2 separate regions of the Mus musculus genome follow, and region 2 is linked to region 1. The links are chromatin contacts, called in public ChIA-PET maps. All regions are on one chromosome and are shown on one strand. The core of a region is the stretch at or near the end of the contact, and the rest is flanking DNA. Distances in the headings are between cores, read along the strand shown. Region 1 overlaps Enpp2 (ectonucleotide pyrophosphatase/phosphodiesterase 2). Region 2 overlaps Gm26684 (predicted gene, 26684).

Region 1 (3,362 bases), core at 343-2,842:
CCTTTGGTGTTTCCTAAGAATTCTCTGTGAAGTGTCTGTGGATGAAGTTGCCCCGTGTTTTTGATTTCTCTACATCAGCAGTTCTCAACCTGTGGGTTGCTACCCCTTTGTCATGCATCCATCTCCAAAAATATTTACATTATGATTCACAACAGTGGCAAAATTACAGTTATGAAGTAGCAATGAAAATAATTTTATGGTTGGGAGGTCATGACATGGGGAACTGTATTAAAGGGTCACAGCATTAGGAAGGTTGAGAACTGCTCTAAACTATCAAAAGACATGGATTTATTCTGTTTAGCCCCTGTGAAGACTGTTTCACAAGGCCAAAGCGTGTAGAGTTCAGAACATGGCTGGATCAGTGAGACTGTGGACCGTGCTCCAGCGTGCAAGCCCCCTTACCTTCTAAATCTAATTGGCTGATTGAAGATTCTGATCATCCTGTTATCATTATGAATGAATGATCACAGAAGTACCTCTCAAAGCTCTTTGAGAGAAATGGGTGCACAGCATGGACTCAAATATTATTGTCATGATCGCTTGCTTGCTGCCCATTAGATGCAGCCACGAAAATTTAGGTAGAATATCAACAAATGCTTATTATTGTTTTTGAGCAGATGTGTTTATGTAGTACTTACTAAGCACCAATCCCCGGGGACCAGAGCAGTGAATCTCTCTCTCTCTCTCTCTCTCTCTCTCTCTCTCTCTCTCTCACACACACACACACACACACACACACACAGAGTCTCCTCTGAATATTGCTCTTCCCTTTTTCCTGATTCTATAATGACATACTGAAGTGCCCTTTTACTTTTGCAAACAAACAGCCTACAATCTCATTTTCCATACAATCCCCACAGAGGGCCACCTTGACAGTAAGATCCAGGATGCATACAGCTTTCATTCCGTACTTTAGTCTAGTTCTGAGTGTAGGCTGAAATAGTCTTTGTCTCCTGGCAGTAAACACACACACACACACACACACACACACACACACACACACACACGGCTACACACATGTGAGCCTACAGCTGCAGAGGAGTGTTCACCTATGTAATTAGACCTGTGATATCACCACAGAAACTGCGTATGTGCTGCATTAGAATCTCATCTCACCGTGATTGGTTCCTTGTTCCAGAGCATTGCAGGGGAACAGGAGGGGATGATAAAAGACCCTTAAAGATGGCCAGATCAGTTCCTGGCATGAAACTGTCAGTAAATTCATGTGAGGGCTGCACAGGGATCTGTTTGGGAAAATTTGAAGCCCGTTACCAAGCAGTACCCTTGAGCTTTGGAAGACGACTTCCTTTCTAGACCAGCAGGCCAGCATCATACGTTGCAAGAGCTGTGGGCTTTGTTCCACTGGTTTAGCTACTCCTGTTATTAGAATACGAGACACTTACACCCAATTACACATCTGTTCAAAATGACACTCAAAGGGGTGGAAGTATCAAGTCTCTGTTAAAAACAAAAAATCACTTTTCTCTGTGATTGTGTTTTGAAATCTTTTTCCCTTTCTCTGCACAGATGACCCTAAAGCCATTATTGCTAACCTCACGGTAAGTGTTGCAAGGCCTCTGCCCTTGGAGCAGCTTCGATACGCTCACCTGCCCATGTTTGCCTTCCTGGTGGGTGGTTAGGAACATTTTCCTCACTGACCTGCAGTCCCGTGTATTTGTTTCTCCTAAGCTTTCAAAACTTCTGGACCGAGGTCAGCTGAAGACTCCCCAATGGTCTTGGCGATGATCCAAACTGAGGCTTTGTTCTTCTTATTAAGCCGAGCAGTATTTGCTCATGATTAATCAAATCTTGACTTACTCTCAAACAGATCTGCCCCCATCTTCTACTTCCCCTGGTCCCAGATAGAGACTTCAAAGCCCTTGAGCTTATCATCAGATAGGCCTGCACATGTCTACCCCTCTCCTTTCACCGTGCCTCCCACTCCTTGATTTGAAGCAGTTGGGAAAGACCTTGAGTTTTAAACTGCCTTCAGTCTTGGGCTCAAGAGTCAGTAATTAAGAATTCCTCCCCCTTCTGATAGCCTATGACTTATTTCTAAAGTTGTCTAACTCCCTAGGAACCTGTATGCTTTTAGCATACATTATGTAATAAGGGCTAACACGTTCCATTTGTTTAGTAACCATCCTTTTGTTGGGCTAGCATGGTTTTCAAGAGACAGCCTGGGATTTTTTTTTTCTTTTTGGTAGAAAACCTCCCTCCATAAGACCAATATTCACTTATATTTCAGTGTAAAAAACCAGATCAGCACTTTAAGCCTTACATGAAACAGCACCTTCCCAAACGTTTGCACTATGCCAACAATCGGAGAATCGAGGATCTCCATTTATTGGTGGAACGCAGATGGCATGTTGCAAGGTAACAAGGGGAACCTGTCTCTCTTTGTCTTTGCAAGTGCTTATTTGGCACCTGGAAATCCTTTAAGATTCTTGGTCATTACTAAGAGAAATCTGGGCTGGAAATCTCATTGTTTAAATGGTGTGTGTGTGTGTGTGTGTGTGTGTGTGTGTGTGTGTGTGTATGTGTGTGTCTGTGTAGTAGATAACTAATGAGAATAGAAAGAACTTTATCTCTAGTTCCTGGGTCTTCTTTTAGTTTCTCATGCATCACTGTGCACAAGTTTTATGGCAATATTCTCGTCTCTATCTTTTATCCCTTGAGCAACTTGAAATACAGGTAGGGTGTTGCTGAGGTGGTCCTGGTTGATGTGATTGCAGTGTTTGTGGAAGGCCCCTGGAAGTGTTAATCTCAAAACCTCTGTTGGTGTGGACATGCTTCACATCGCTCAAAACCCAACTGGTGTTTGCCTCCATCAAAAGTCTCTTCCAGATCAGGAGACCACCCTTTCCTTTGGAGTCTGCTGTAGAGCATGTCTGGGGGCTTTGCCACTTCTACAGAGTCAGCTGCCACAAATTTAGTCATTTTTTTACATAGACCTGGAAGTAGTGTTTTCTCACTCATTCTTGTTCTAACTTCGATTACAAGATAAGTGTGATGAATATGCCTGTAGTACTAATTGAATAAGTCGATGTGCTCTTGAGCTGGTCAATAGTTTATAATAGTTAATAGCTAAGCATGAGAAGATCATGAAAACGGTGGTTCCCTAGAAACTCGTCACTAGAAAACAGACGCGCACACAGCATGTAATCTCTTACAGTAACTGTAAAAGAACAAAAGAATGATATGAAACTCAGAAATTATTGGAACCACATAGAATAGACTAAAATTTATGTAGAATTGTTTCATAAGAGACATGCCCTAAATAGCTTGGCTGACTATGTCCTCTGCAGGACCTTAAATGCTGGGGGCACCAAGGAACAGAAAAAAAAAAACTTGGTGAAGTT
Region 2 (3,362 bases), core at 232-2,731, 94 kb before region 1:
GACCCATAGTTTCATGTCCCCTTCTATAGGCTGGCATGTAAGAGGCCAGCTACCCTCTGACTCCAACTTTCTGGATAATTGGCTGATTTGCTGGTGACAACATCAACCTAAGTCTTTGGCCACTCACAGTTGTGTGTGATGCAGAGAGATGGTTTTATCCTAATGTTGCCTTTGTCTGTCCGGAGAGTGATAATCACACAAAGATTGATTTTTGACATATTTTTAGCAGATATTCTGGGGAAGGCTAAGCAGATGGTGTCATACACGGGTCTGGTTCCTAGGGATGGTAACAGGAGAGCAAGGGCACTATACAAGAGGACTGTGGGGGAACAGGTATGATGCAAAGTCCAGTAAGCCATTTTACTCTTTCTGCTTCGGGGACTGAGGAATATGGAGAAACTCTGCTCCTTCCATCACATTTAAACTCTGGACATGGAGCTAAAACATTTTGACTTTCCATTAAGTTTGCTTGCTTATTTTGTTTTGTTTTGTTTTTGAGACAAGGTCTCACCATATAGCCCTGGCTCGTGTAGAACTGGTCTCAAATGCATAGAGATCTGTCTGTGTCTTTCCCCTGAGTGTTGGAATTAAAGATATGCATCACCTCACCCAGTTAGTAAGTTATTTTTAGGTTTCAGATGAATCAGCTCAAGATTTATAATGTCTATTAAAATACAGCGTGAAAATTTCACAGTGATAATAGTTGATAACGTTCATAACTGCGTCACTGTCCCCTTTCCACGTTGCATCATGCATAGGACAATATGTAAAGAGCTGTGGCCAATCAACAAGAAGCAAAAGCACGTACCAAGTATTTACAATGTTCCAAGTCTGTACTACGCACCTCACACAGCCTCTTACTTCACTGTAATGACTTTTCAGTTCTCTGATGAGGTGGCCAGAGGGCAGGAATTATTTTTATAATCTTTGTGTAGATGGAGAAGTGACACATGAAGATCAGCAACTGCTGTCTGGTTAAGTTAGAGTTTGACCGAGGAACTTTGATTTAGAGTGCGTCCTGGTGGCCTAAGAGATCCTGCACAAGTAGCCGTGCTGAAACAGGGCTGGTGAGTGAGGTAGTTTCCCTCAATTGGATTCCATTTCTTTCTTCTGTTCTGAGGTGATAGATACAGCTAACCCTCTTAGCTGCTTCATCCTCACTGTCATCCTAGGGCTCAGGAATTTGGACAATTTCCCAGGCTGCAGTGGATTCTGTCTAAGAAGTACTGCCTTCATTTACCTTCCAATATCTCTACAAGGGTCCAAATTCTTTCACATACCTCCCACATAAAATGGAAGTTTAAAGACAAATGCATGTTCAAAGGTGTCAGCAGATGCCGATCACAGACAACGAGTCATTGGGTGGTTCTAGTCATAGGATATGGCTAGATCATACAAACCTGCAGACACAGAACAGTCTCTACCTGTGGTTGCCCAGAACCAGGAGTCTGGGTGACATGAAGAATGACAGATAAGGAATATGGTATTTGTTTTTGGTGTGATGAAATGTTCTGTAATCAATCCTGATGTGGGTTGTGCACCTATTTAAACATTCCCAAGTCATTGACATGCACAGTTTAAATCAGTGAATTGCATATCAAGAGTACACCCCAATAAAGTTTTAAAAATCAAATAAAAACTAAAAACTAAAGCAGACCATCTCTCTAAAAAGATCATTTAGAACATTGCTTTATTAATTTATTAATTCAATTTTCTGGCTGGGCGGTCAGTTGGCCATGAGATACAATGGAGGAATTGCTCAGTCAGGAACCATCAGGACTCAGGAGGAGAAAAAAGCCAGTGGGGTATGCTGTGTGCAAGCAGAGAATGGGCTGGGCCCCAGCCTAGCAGAGGAGGCTGTTTTGAGCCCAAACTCATGGGAGTTGAGTGGGGAAAGGCCCTAGACCAGTGATTCTCAACTTGTGGGTCCCAAATCCCAAAGACCATTGGAAAACACAGATATTTATATTTGGATTCATAGCAGTAAATTAGAGTTATGAAGTAGCAAAATGGAGATAGGTTTATGGATGAGGGTCACTACAATATGGGGAGCTGTATTAAATGGTTGCAGCATTGGGGAGATTGGGAACCATCCATGAGGTAGTTGAGCCAGATATGAGTGTTGGGGATGGGGATAAGAGCCGGTGAAAACTTAGAGAAATGAGAAAACAGGTCTTCATCTGCATGCTGGGAAGGTCCATCATGTGTGGCAGGACCAAGAAGAAAACGATTGAGAATTAAGTAGACACTGGGGATATTACTTATTTCTCTTTGGGGCTGAGCTCTGTGTCATGAAGAGATGAGGTGAATCATTTTCAAGCATAGCTTTTAGAACCACCCGGAATTTAACCCATAGATAACTGTCCTTGGTGTTTTTGGTATCAGGATTTGTTTATTTGGGTTTTTTTTTCCATTTTTAGAATAACCAATGCCTATGGTTATTTTAGAAACTGATCTATCTATTTAGCAAGCATTTTCCTCCCACTCAGGCATCACAGTATCTTCTTAGGTGCTGTCATTTGGTATATGCTTAGCTGCCTGCTTAGCCTTTTTTGACTCATTGGCAGCCATGTAAGCTTGGTCTCACGGTACTTTTCTAATGTACAATTTTTGATTCCTTTTGGCTGTACTCTCAGCCAGAGATGCTTCAGTGGAGAGATGCTTCAGTGGTCCATTGAAATTTAAACATGTTGGGTTCTTTTCTTTTGGATTTCTTCCATCTGTCCTGTGTGTGTGTGTGTGTGTGTGTGTGTGTGTGTGTGTGTGTGTGTGTGTGTGTTTTCTCTTCTCTAGAGATGAGTCCAGGAATCTGTTGAAGATTCCTCTTGGAAAGGAAGATAGACTTACATTTTCCATTAAGAAACAAATTTTAAAGAGCAAAAATGGTTCTCAACTTTAAGGGTATATAATCAACAATGCTTTCTAAACTTGCATGGCACCACACACCTGTAATCCCAGCAGCCAGGAGGTAGAGGTAGGAGAACAAGAAGTTCAAGAACATCCTTGGCAACATTTTTAGTTTGAGGTCAGCCCGGGCCACAAGTGACTCTGACTCTAAAAACCTACAAGGAAAATCATGGGAACTGAGGATATGATATAGTACTGAACAGGACAAGGGTCTCAGATTCCATTAGGTTCAGATTAGAGGAAACAACAGAAAGTGAGCAAGGCCCAAGAACAGAGAGACTCTCATCATGGCATGGGAACAGGTGATCTGAAAACAACAATAAAGGTGAACCAATATCCAGTCACAAAGCTCCCTAGATGGGCTGTGTAGGCAAAGTCTCTTTGAGGAGGTGACAACAAGCTCTGAAGCCTGAGGAAGAACTGGCCTTGGAATTCTCTTCGTGTGTGTGTGTGTG

What was found. ChIA-PET counts read pairs in DNA pulled down with a chosen protein or histone mark.
Region 2: an H3K27ac ChIA-PET map of liver shows a contact between it and region 1, with 4 times the contacts expected there. The contact joins two enhancer-like sites. A contact is called at or near these places in 8 of 484 Hi-C or Micro-C datasets (liver, nephron progenitors and stem cell-derived neural progenitor cells), 3 of 115 datasets of contacts at active chromatin or transcription factors (hepatocytes and liver) and 3 of 9 other capture datasets (adipose tissue, liver and pancreatic islet).

The regions. Positions count from the first base shown.
Region 1 is chr15:54,864,926-54,868,287 of GRCm38.p6, reverse strand. It overlaps Enpp2 (ectonucleotide pyrophosphatase/phosphodiesterase 2), which reads left to right. Exons shown (of 25, transcript NM_015744.4): 14 at 1,528-1,559; 15 at 2,249-2,376. Among named protein-coding and RNA genes, the nearest start is that of Enpp2, 54 kb to the left of the region's middle. Within about 2 kb of position 1,592, at least 16 of the 459 cell types and tissues checked have an H3K27ac peak or open chromatin away from gene starts, as enhancers often do. A contact at or near this core is called in hepatocytes and liver, where this site is marked.
Region 2 is chr15:54,959,045-54,962,406 of GRCm38.p6, reverse strand. All of the region lies in intron 2 of Gm26684 (predicted gene, 26684), which reads right to left. Among named protein-coding and RNA genes, the nearest start is that of Gm26684, 7.8 kb to the right of the region's middle. Within about 2 kb of position 1,481, at least 3 of the 459 cell types and tissues checked have an H3K27ac peak or open chromatin away from gene starts, as enhancers often do. A contact at or near this core is called in hepatocytes and liver, where this site is marked.